3 separate regions of the Rattus norvegicus genome follow, and regions 1 and 3 are each linked to region 2. The links are chromatin contacts, called in public Hi-C maps. All regions are on one chromosome and are shown on one strand. The core of a region is the stretch at or near the end of the contact, and the rest is flanking DNA. Distances in the headings are between cores, read along the strand shown. Region 1 overlaps Tcf4 (transcription factor 4). Region 2 holds the start of Tcf4 (transcription factor 4). Region 3 has its middle 410 kb from the start of Tcf4.

Evidence for each region. A called contact is a pair of places that touch in the nucleus more often than the background predicts.
Region 1: a contact with region 2 is called in a Hi-C map of frontal cortex, with 2.7 times the contacts expected there. The contact joins the enhancer-like site here to the promoter of Tcf4 in region 2. A contact is called at or near these places in 4 of 12 Hi-C or Micro-C datasets (the Rat2 cell line, Schwann cells, frontal cortex and 1 more) and 1 of 1 datasets of contacts at active chromatin or transcription factors (oligodendrocytes).
Region 3: a Hi-C map of the A7r5 cell line shows a contact between it and region 2, with 2.6 times the contacts expected there. The contact joins the enhancer-like site here to the promoter of Tcf4 in region 2. A contact is called at or near these places in 3 of 12 Hi-C or Micro-C datasets (the A7r5 cell line, frontal cortex and psoas muscle) and 1 of 1 datasets of contacts at active chromatin or transcription factors (oligodendrocytes).

Annotation. Positions count from the first base shown.
Region 1 is chr18:65,549,786-65,552,485 of GRCr8, reverse strand. It overlaps Tcf4 (transcription factor 4), which reads right to left. Exons shown (of 19, transcript NM_053369.2): 15 at 1,017-1,152. Among named protein-coding and RNA genes, the nearest start is that of Ccdc68, 270 kb to the left of the region's middle. Within about 2 kb of position 1,260, at least 14 of the 93 cell types and tissues checked have an H3K27ac peak or open chromatin away from gene starts, as enhancers often do.
Region 2 is chr18:65,218,362-65,221,061 of GRCr8, reverse strand. It overlaps Tcf4 (transcription factor 4), which reads right to left and starts at 1,417. Exons shown (of 19, transcript NM_053369.2): 1 at 1,326-1,417. The coding sequence starts at 1,397.
Region 3 is chr18:64,809,558-64,812,257 of GRCr8, reverse strand. No RefSeq gene overlaps it. Among named protein-coding and RNA genes, the nearest start is that of Tcf4, 410 kb to the left of the region's middle. Within about 2 kb of position 1,292, at least 34 of the 93 cell types and tissues checked have an H3K27ac peak or open chromatin away from gene starts, as enhancers often do. A contact at or near this core is called in the A7r5 cell line, where this site is marked.

The sequences.
Region 1 (2,700 bases), core at 11-2,510, 330 kb before region 2:
GTGCTCTTAATGTCTCTCTGGCCCCCACATTACATTTAAAACATGACCTTAATGTCATCTATTTCTCAGGTTGACGCGTGCCTCTCGTGGAGATCTTCTACCTATACTCTCGGTATTCTGAAAACTTGTGACTGAGAATTTGTTTCAGGGGCCGGGAGCATTTGTACCATTGGGAGCCCTGAGCAAGGCACAGTCCACTGCCATGCTATCAGAATCTGCTACTCTTCAGCTACAGTTTGAGAACGGCGTAACAGAGAGTAAAAAGAAAAGCCAAGGGCTCACTCTTGCTTGGGTAAAGAGTGAACAACTCATTTGTATCTATAAAAAGTATACAATGTTCACACTGCTTAACGGCTGAAAGGCTAGTTATAGGACTCCCCAAGGTAGCATTATCCTGTTTATTTTAAAAGTGGAAGGAATGAGGAGACGCGGGGCCATTGTTCGTCTGGCCCGTGAGTAGCACAGGAAGCTGGACCCAGGTTGAGTCTTTGTAGCACAACTTCCTGGGGACATGGCAGGTCCCTGTATCTGGGGCAGGGTGGGGGATGCCAACATGGACATGACACATGGTTCCCGGGCTTGATCACTCAGGAGCAAACAACAACCACCCCAGTTCCTTTTTAATGTACCTACATTTCCTTCCATCTTGAACAGCAGAAACAATTTCCTTCCTACCCATTTGGAAAGCTCATTTTCAGGCCACAGCTAACCGTATTAGGGGATCTGAATGAGTGAGATGTGGAAATAGCTCAAATAACATTTCCTCTCGGCAGTCTGTCGTCTCATTCCCTACTCAGATGGGACTGGGATGTCAGAGGGTGTCGGAGGGTAACCGTTACCGAAGGAACACAAATTAGCCGGCCAAATTCTAGCTCCTTTCCCATTATTTACCACTTTGGTACAAAATTTGGCTCTTGGTTTTCTGCCAGGGCCTCCGACATGCTGCCAAAGACGCTTAAAATCTACATGAAGTCGGCTGTTCCCCAAAGGTCAGCATGCCTTCTGACCTGACTTACCTCTGTAAGGGTCTTGGGGTGGGTTCAAGTCAGGGGAAGTTGCAGACTGGACTGGAAGCTGTGGAACCGGAACCTGGTTTGGCAGGAGAGAATGGCTGCCTCTCAGTGCCACGCCATCTTCACGGTGGGCCCCGACCTGAAACAACAAAAGGAATCAGGGCACTGAGTGTGGACTAGGAGGGACAACGGCTATTTCCCAGGGGTAGCTAGGACTTGATGCAATACCAGTAGCCTGTGGGAGTTTGGGGGAAGAGCCGCCCTGTGCATTTCACTAGAGGGCGCTGAAGGACTGCACATACACCTACAGGTCTGTACAAAAAGAGAAAAAGAAAAAAAAAAGAAAAGAAAAGAAAAAAAAAACAAAACCCAAAACCCAAAACCCAACACTTAACTCTCAGTATGATGCCATGCCTTACATCCAGTGACAAACACAGCAGAGCAGCTCAGGCAGGTAAAACGTCAAATTGTCTCCCAGGGTGCTGCAGCGGAGCGCACTGATTCTTACCCATCTGTCTTCTATCATGTCCGCCAACAGATCCGACAATTATCTTAATGCCCATATGCTTAATTGTGGGCTTCCCAATTCCCCCATTGCTATCGGAAATCCTACAGGAATTTCAATTTGGCATTCGGCTTTCATTTCAGGGGATAAGATTCCCAGGCCTGCCATCCTTTTCTCTTTTCTTTTTTTTTTTTCCTTTTCTTTCTTCCCTTTTCCTTTCTGCCTCTCATTTTCCATAATGCCAGCTAAGTCTCTGACAGCGGAAGCTATGCAGCATGGGACATAGCCCCCTGCTCGGTACGGCTATAATAAAATGTCACCTGGCTCTCCGAAAACTGGCGGCCCTTTCCAAATTAATGTTCACTGTGTTTCATCAGCTGCTGAGCTCCAAACCCAAAGGGGAACCACTTCTGCCAAGGCCACCACACCGGAAAATGTACCAATAAAGGTTTTATTAAACACACCAGTAATGCCATCATTGCCGTGTGAGGATGTTTGGACGTTTTTCCAGCTTCCTCCCATCCCCACTACTTGGATCTGAAGAAAGACGCCGGAGTACAAATACTCCTCATGCTTCCGAGAATGAACTTCCAGAGCTCAGCGCGGTTACTTGACTTGAAAAGATTACCATGGCGTTTTGTGACATGGTGCTACCTATGCTGCAGTTCAGTGTTGGTGAGGCCGTGGCACTGGGGGTGTGGTTGCTGACTCTGTAGCACACGCCTTGGGGTAGAACCACTAAGAAGGTGGAGTCCGAGGCACAGGAAGTTCTTACATTTACCTCTGTGTTTCCAGGTGTCGATTTAGAGAGCCCACTACCCAGTGACTATACCAGAAAAACATGTATCCATGAGTGTCTACTGTGGAGAATCAACATTTACTTCTCTAGTGAAAACTAGAAACGCACAAAGCAAAATTCTTCAATTTTTTTTGGCCACCAAAATGTTTTAAATAAGTATTTCTGAAGATGTGAAACAAAACTCCCATCTCTCTCTCAAGGGTTTTGTATCAGACCCAGCCCTAAACTGCACACACTCATGTGCACACACACACACACACACAGACACACACACAGACAGACACACAACACACACACAGACACACACACAGACACACACATACACACAGACACACACACAGACACACACACAGACACACAGACACACACACAGACACACAACA
Region 2 (2,700 bases), core at 168-2,667:
TTGTTTTATATTGAAAACCTTGGGCATAACATAAATGTGGCAATGTCCCTTCCCATCCGTTACAGGACTTGTCTGCCACACATGAACCCAAATCAAAATCAAAATGCCACCTGCAGTAATTTCTCACTTCAGCTCAAACATGAGAGCAACGTAGGCAAGTCTCTCTCTCTCTCTCTCTCTCTCTCTCTCTCTCTCTCTCTCACTCTCTCTCAATCTTTCACTCCCTCTCTCTCTCTCTCCAGCATCTATTTCCGCCCTAACTGGTTTCCCTCTTCTCCTCCAGTCTAATGCGTTTCACACACCTTCCCCGAGTCAGAGCCTGCAAAAAAGCAAAGGAGCGAATGGAGAAAGTGCAACAAGCAGAAAGGGGGCTGCAAAGCCGCCTATGGGCCACTGCTTCCTGCCAAAACTTTCAGAGAACCACTTCTCCACGGGGTCTGCGGGAGGAGCAGCAGAGGTGGCAGCCAGCTTCGGCAGGCAGCAGGAGCGGGAGCAGAGTGGGGGAGCCCCACTTAGAAGGTGGTGTGGATTTTATTTGTGTGTTTGGGGGGATTCTTTTTTTTCCCCCTTTTGCTTTACAAAACGCATGTTACACCAAACTCATCTGGCATTAAAACTGCATCCATGCTCCTGACTTGTCTGGAAGCAGAGGGGAGGGAAGAAGAACCAAGAGAGTACAGTAGTAAAAACTCCACAAGTGTGTAAGTTCCTCTTTGTGCTGATTTCAAGACTGTAATTTACTAAAATAGTCCAAGGCACACTGAACAATGTATGCTCAATTTATGCATAGGAGTTCCCAGAATCCCAGAAGAGGCGACCAGGCGGAAGTCAAGAGGACCCACACAGAACCATCCGCCTCAAGTTCAGGGCACCTAGCTCCTCTACTGCCTATTTTCCATTTTTAAAGTAAATAAATATTATGTAAATCAGATGTGCAGCCTGACACAAAGTTAGCAGCGCACTCTGTGTGCAGACGTGGCCAAGTTTTTGGTGGACTTTATAGTTTTAAGAGGGTTATCTGGTTTTCCTTTCTGCTGGATTGAGATTCCATTATTTATAGAGAAATTGGTAGGTAAAGAAATCAAGGCAAGTAATTAAACTCGTAAAAAATAAAAATAAAAAAGCTTGAGTTTTCCACATCCCAAAATTAGTTGTTAAAAAGAAAAAAACTTGTCAAAAAGACCCTCACATTTTCCAAGGATTCAGCCAATTAAAAATTATCCCAGTCTTTCCCATGTCTATGGGTGCCTAGCTGGAGTGTTGGGGGAGGGTTGTTTTTTTTTTTTTTTCCACAGCTGTTGTTAGTTTCCACCGTTCTTTCTTACCGCACTGAAATCCAGTAAATCACTCAGCTCTTTGTCCGTCCCTAAGGCAGCCATTCGCTGTTGGTGATGCATTTTAGCAAAATCACACAAACCTAGAAACATGGAAATAACCGCAATCAGAAAATCCAGTCCCAATCCTTGGAGAAAACACAATCGGATTTTTGGAGACTGGGGGGTTTGGTGGGGTGGGGGGGATATAGGGGCGGATGGGATTAAGGTAGAAAAGGAGGAAGGAATGGGAGAGTTGTTGGGTTTTGTTTTGATTTTTTTTTTAATGGAATAGGCAGCAATAGCAAAAAAAAAAAAAAAAAGGAAAAATAGCAATATTGTATTTCCAAAGAGACGATCAAACTAGTAACATCCACTATAAAACCAAATCCAGGAGAGAAGGGGGGTAGCCGCTCTTCAGCGCATCCATTTATGCAACAGGAGGTAGAGCGAGAAATGAATGGATCACAGAGAAAAGAGAAACTACTGCACGAACCGGTCTCAACTTTCCCCCCACCCTCCACCCCACCCCCTCACACGCACACACTCACGCGCACACACTCGCACACACTCATAGCACTCCCTCCCCCCCCACCCCCCACCCCCCCCCCTCGCCCTGCAAAGTAGCTCGAAAGAAATTAAAGACCAGCGTCTCTGGAGTGCAAACCGGTCCACAGGGGGGTGGGGTTGCCGGGGAGGGAGAGCCCAGAAGAGCCTCAGGGTCCTCCAATTGTCCTGCACCCCTAATTTGTGAAAGAAAGGGTTGTAAAAAAAAAAAATTGAAGTCAGGCCCATTGGCAAAGTGCGCTGTGCCCGGGAGCCCGCCGGGCCCGGAGGGGGCGGAGGCCGGGGGAGGGGACGCCGCCGCTCCCCAGCTCCCGAACCCCGGCGGGGACAGCCGGGACCACGGGGCCCCGAGCCCGTGTGCGGCCGCCCAGCCCGGCCCGGCCCGGCCCCGCCGCGCATCCGCCCAGCCGGCCCCGCCGCGCCGCTACCTACCGCCCGCGCGCGACGAGGGGCTCCCGGTGCAGCGCCGGCGCCCAGGCGGCGGTCATGTCTATCCCCCTGCCTCCGCCACCACCACCTCCTCCAACGGCCGGCGCCCGCGCCCGCTCCGGCTTCCCCGCCGCCGCCGCCGCCGCCGCCGCCGATCCGCAGACACACAGCCAAGATCCCTGACTCTTAACACCAACTCTCTTCTCCCGGGAGGGGAGGGGACGAGGGAAGGGGGGAGGGGGAACACGGCGAGGCGCACGGAATTGCAAGTTCAGCAAAGAAATGGGTGGGGGGGCTCCGGCGGGGAGACGCGGCGCTCCGGGTCGGGCTGCCTAGGAAACACCCCCACCCCAGAAAAAAAAAAAATCCCAACACCTCCCCCGTCTCGAGG
Region 3 (2,700 bases), core at 43-2,542, 410 kb after region 2:
TGAACACTGGATGATATTTGAGCAGTTTGCACTCAATGGAGCTAACCATCCTTCCCAGCCTAACGAGTAGGTCTTCTGTTACTTGTCCTCAGCTAAGAACGAGAGGACCCAGATGATGCCAAGACTTTCTGGAGATCTGGAGAATCAAGTTTGAGCTTTTCCTCCATACTCACGCCCTGTCTTTCCCTGCAGTAAACATCTTAGCCTCGGTCAGTGATACTTAAGTCAGTAATATCTTAGGCAGGGCTAAGCCAATCAGCCCGAAGAGGTAACTACAGCAAAAGCGTATTGCTAGAATCTGCTCATAACCTCATTATGTTCTATTCCAGGAGGTGTGGCTGAAAAACTTACCTGATTGCAGATACAAAAGGGTGTCTGCATATCATTCTGGGTTTCAGAATCCTAGCCTGATGCTTATAATACGGTTGTATTTCCACTGTAGGCTCCCTAAACGCTATAGCCCAACAATGTTCAGGGCAAGGCGATGCTGACCATATTTATACGCCTCTTGTAAGTTACCAGAGGGTGATTCTCCAGCACAGGTCTGTGGAGTTTCACAAATCCAGAGAGGCAGAGAGAGACCTGGCCAGGAACACACAGGAAGCTGGAGCAGCGCCACCTGCAGGATCCTGGAGGCTGGGAATCCGGATGTGCACAGATTCCTAGGAGACCAAAAAAAAAAAAAAAAAAAAGCCAAAGCAGCTTAAATGGTCAAAGAACACAGCATAAAGTGAGCTGCAAGGGTCAGATCTGGAAGGGAGCCCAAGTCTGAGTCTCCCCGTCCATCTGGGGATAAACTTGGCTCGTAATCAGGCCTGACAATTAGGCCGTACAGTTAATATTTTTACAGCTGTTTTATTAATAACACATACAGTGCATCCAGCCAGGATTTGTTGGAGACACCTCAGGAAAACGAATGATGTAAATAACAGATGGATGTAGAATATTCCTACAAACAGGCATAAAGATATTCCCTTCTTGTTTAAAAAGAATTTAAATAGACAGATTGTAGATAAACAGGCAGACAGAAACGGGGAAAGAGAGAATTTACGATTTTTGAGGTAGTGGTTGCATGCGTTCACACGGCGGCAGAAAGCATGGACACAAACACCCCTGCTCTCTGTATGGCGATGTGACTCAGAGCTTTGGCTTCGGGAAGACAAACTTCCTTGGTGGAAGGGGGGTGGCTCGCACAGTCAGGGGAGCCATTAGAAGCAGGTGCAGGGAGGCCATTTCTCCGATCGTCCTCAGGAACGTGGTGGGGTCCAGAGAGGTTTCAGAGCCTAGTCAGACCTGCTTTAGCCCAGCCTTGACCCAGCACAGAGCCCAGGAGTGGACCGCCTGCTTTCGGCCTCTGTCAATCATTTAGTGGATGGCCTGCGCACTCTCCAATTTCACATGCGAGCTAGGAGCCGTGATATTTCAATTTGAAAAGAGACGTTAAAAATTCAGGAGCTTCCTCGTCTTTTGTTTTCACTCCTACTATCTTTTTTTTCCCCCTGTACTGCTTTTTCATGAGCGTGCTGCACTGTGCTCCTTCCTTACTTTGCAACCAGATGGCTCAGGAATGAAGAACAAAGGCCACTAAAAAGTGGGCGGGGAGAGGGGGGCGGGGGGGGGGCACAGGGCTGAAAGTCAAGAGGAAATCTGAGATGGTAGCACAACTCAGTTGTTTAATCACCAGTAATTCCGGGATAAATTATGAACCTAGGACAGATGTCGCTCTTCCCAGCGACCCTCTGTGCGAGGTGTGCTTGTTTGTGCTGTGTCTTTGCCGGCGACATAGACACACACAGGCCCAGTTTTGTTTGCAGCGGTGAGGTCTTAAGGTAGTATCCTGCTATTTTCTGTGCATCTTCTTACTTCCCTGCACATGTCAAAAGGGGAGGGGGCGCCTGTCATGGGAGGGAGAATTGCCAAGCAACAACATCATCATCATCATCATCATCATCATCACCATCATCATCATCATCATCATCATCATCATTGTTGTCGTCGTCGTCCCCCTGCCTGGACATTACAGTACAGTTGACCAAATAGCTCAGAGTTGGAACGAATGGCAGTTCCCAACTGAGTGACCTTGGGCAGGTCACTGACCTCTTCGCTTTTAGCTTCCTTTTCAGACTGTCTCCCTGCAAAGGGACACTGTGGCTGCTAACCGGGTAATATCTTGAAAACGGGAACAGGCTCTGTGGGAAGACTGTGGTCATCTTAGACGTGACAAAGAGGAGTCCTCAAGGCTTTGCTTTCTGACAATTGTCTGCTTAATTTCCTGTTGCACTTAGCCCTTGACCTAACCTGCCTTTCCAGATGAGACCTTGGAACCTTTGCCTTAAAAGAGTCCCTATGTGAACCACAGTGAATCTTTTGTCTGAGCCACCAATTGCACTTACTGTATACAAGTCATTATTGTCACCCATTGCACTTACTGTATACATGTCATTACTGTCACCCATTGCACTTACTGTATACATGTCATCAAAACCCTGTTAGTTTCCAGGATGATCTCCCAGCTGCTTGGTTTATTTTGTTGCTCCTACGTGACCCATAGGAAGATTTCCTTTTGTTTCCTTTCCTTTCCTTTCCCTTCCTTTCCTTCCTTTCCTTCCTTTCTTCCTTCTTTTCTTCCTTCCTTCTTTTCTTTCTTCCTTTCTTTCTCTTTTTCTCTTTCTTTCAATTGGGGATTTCTGCACACACAAA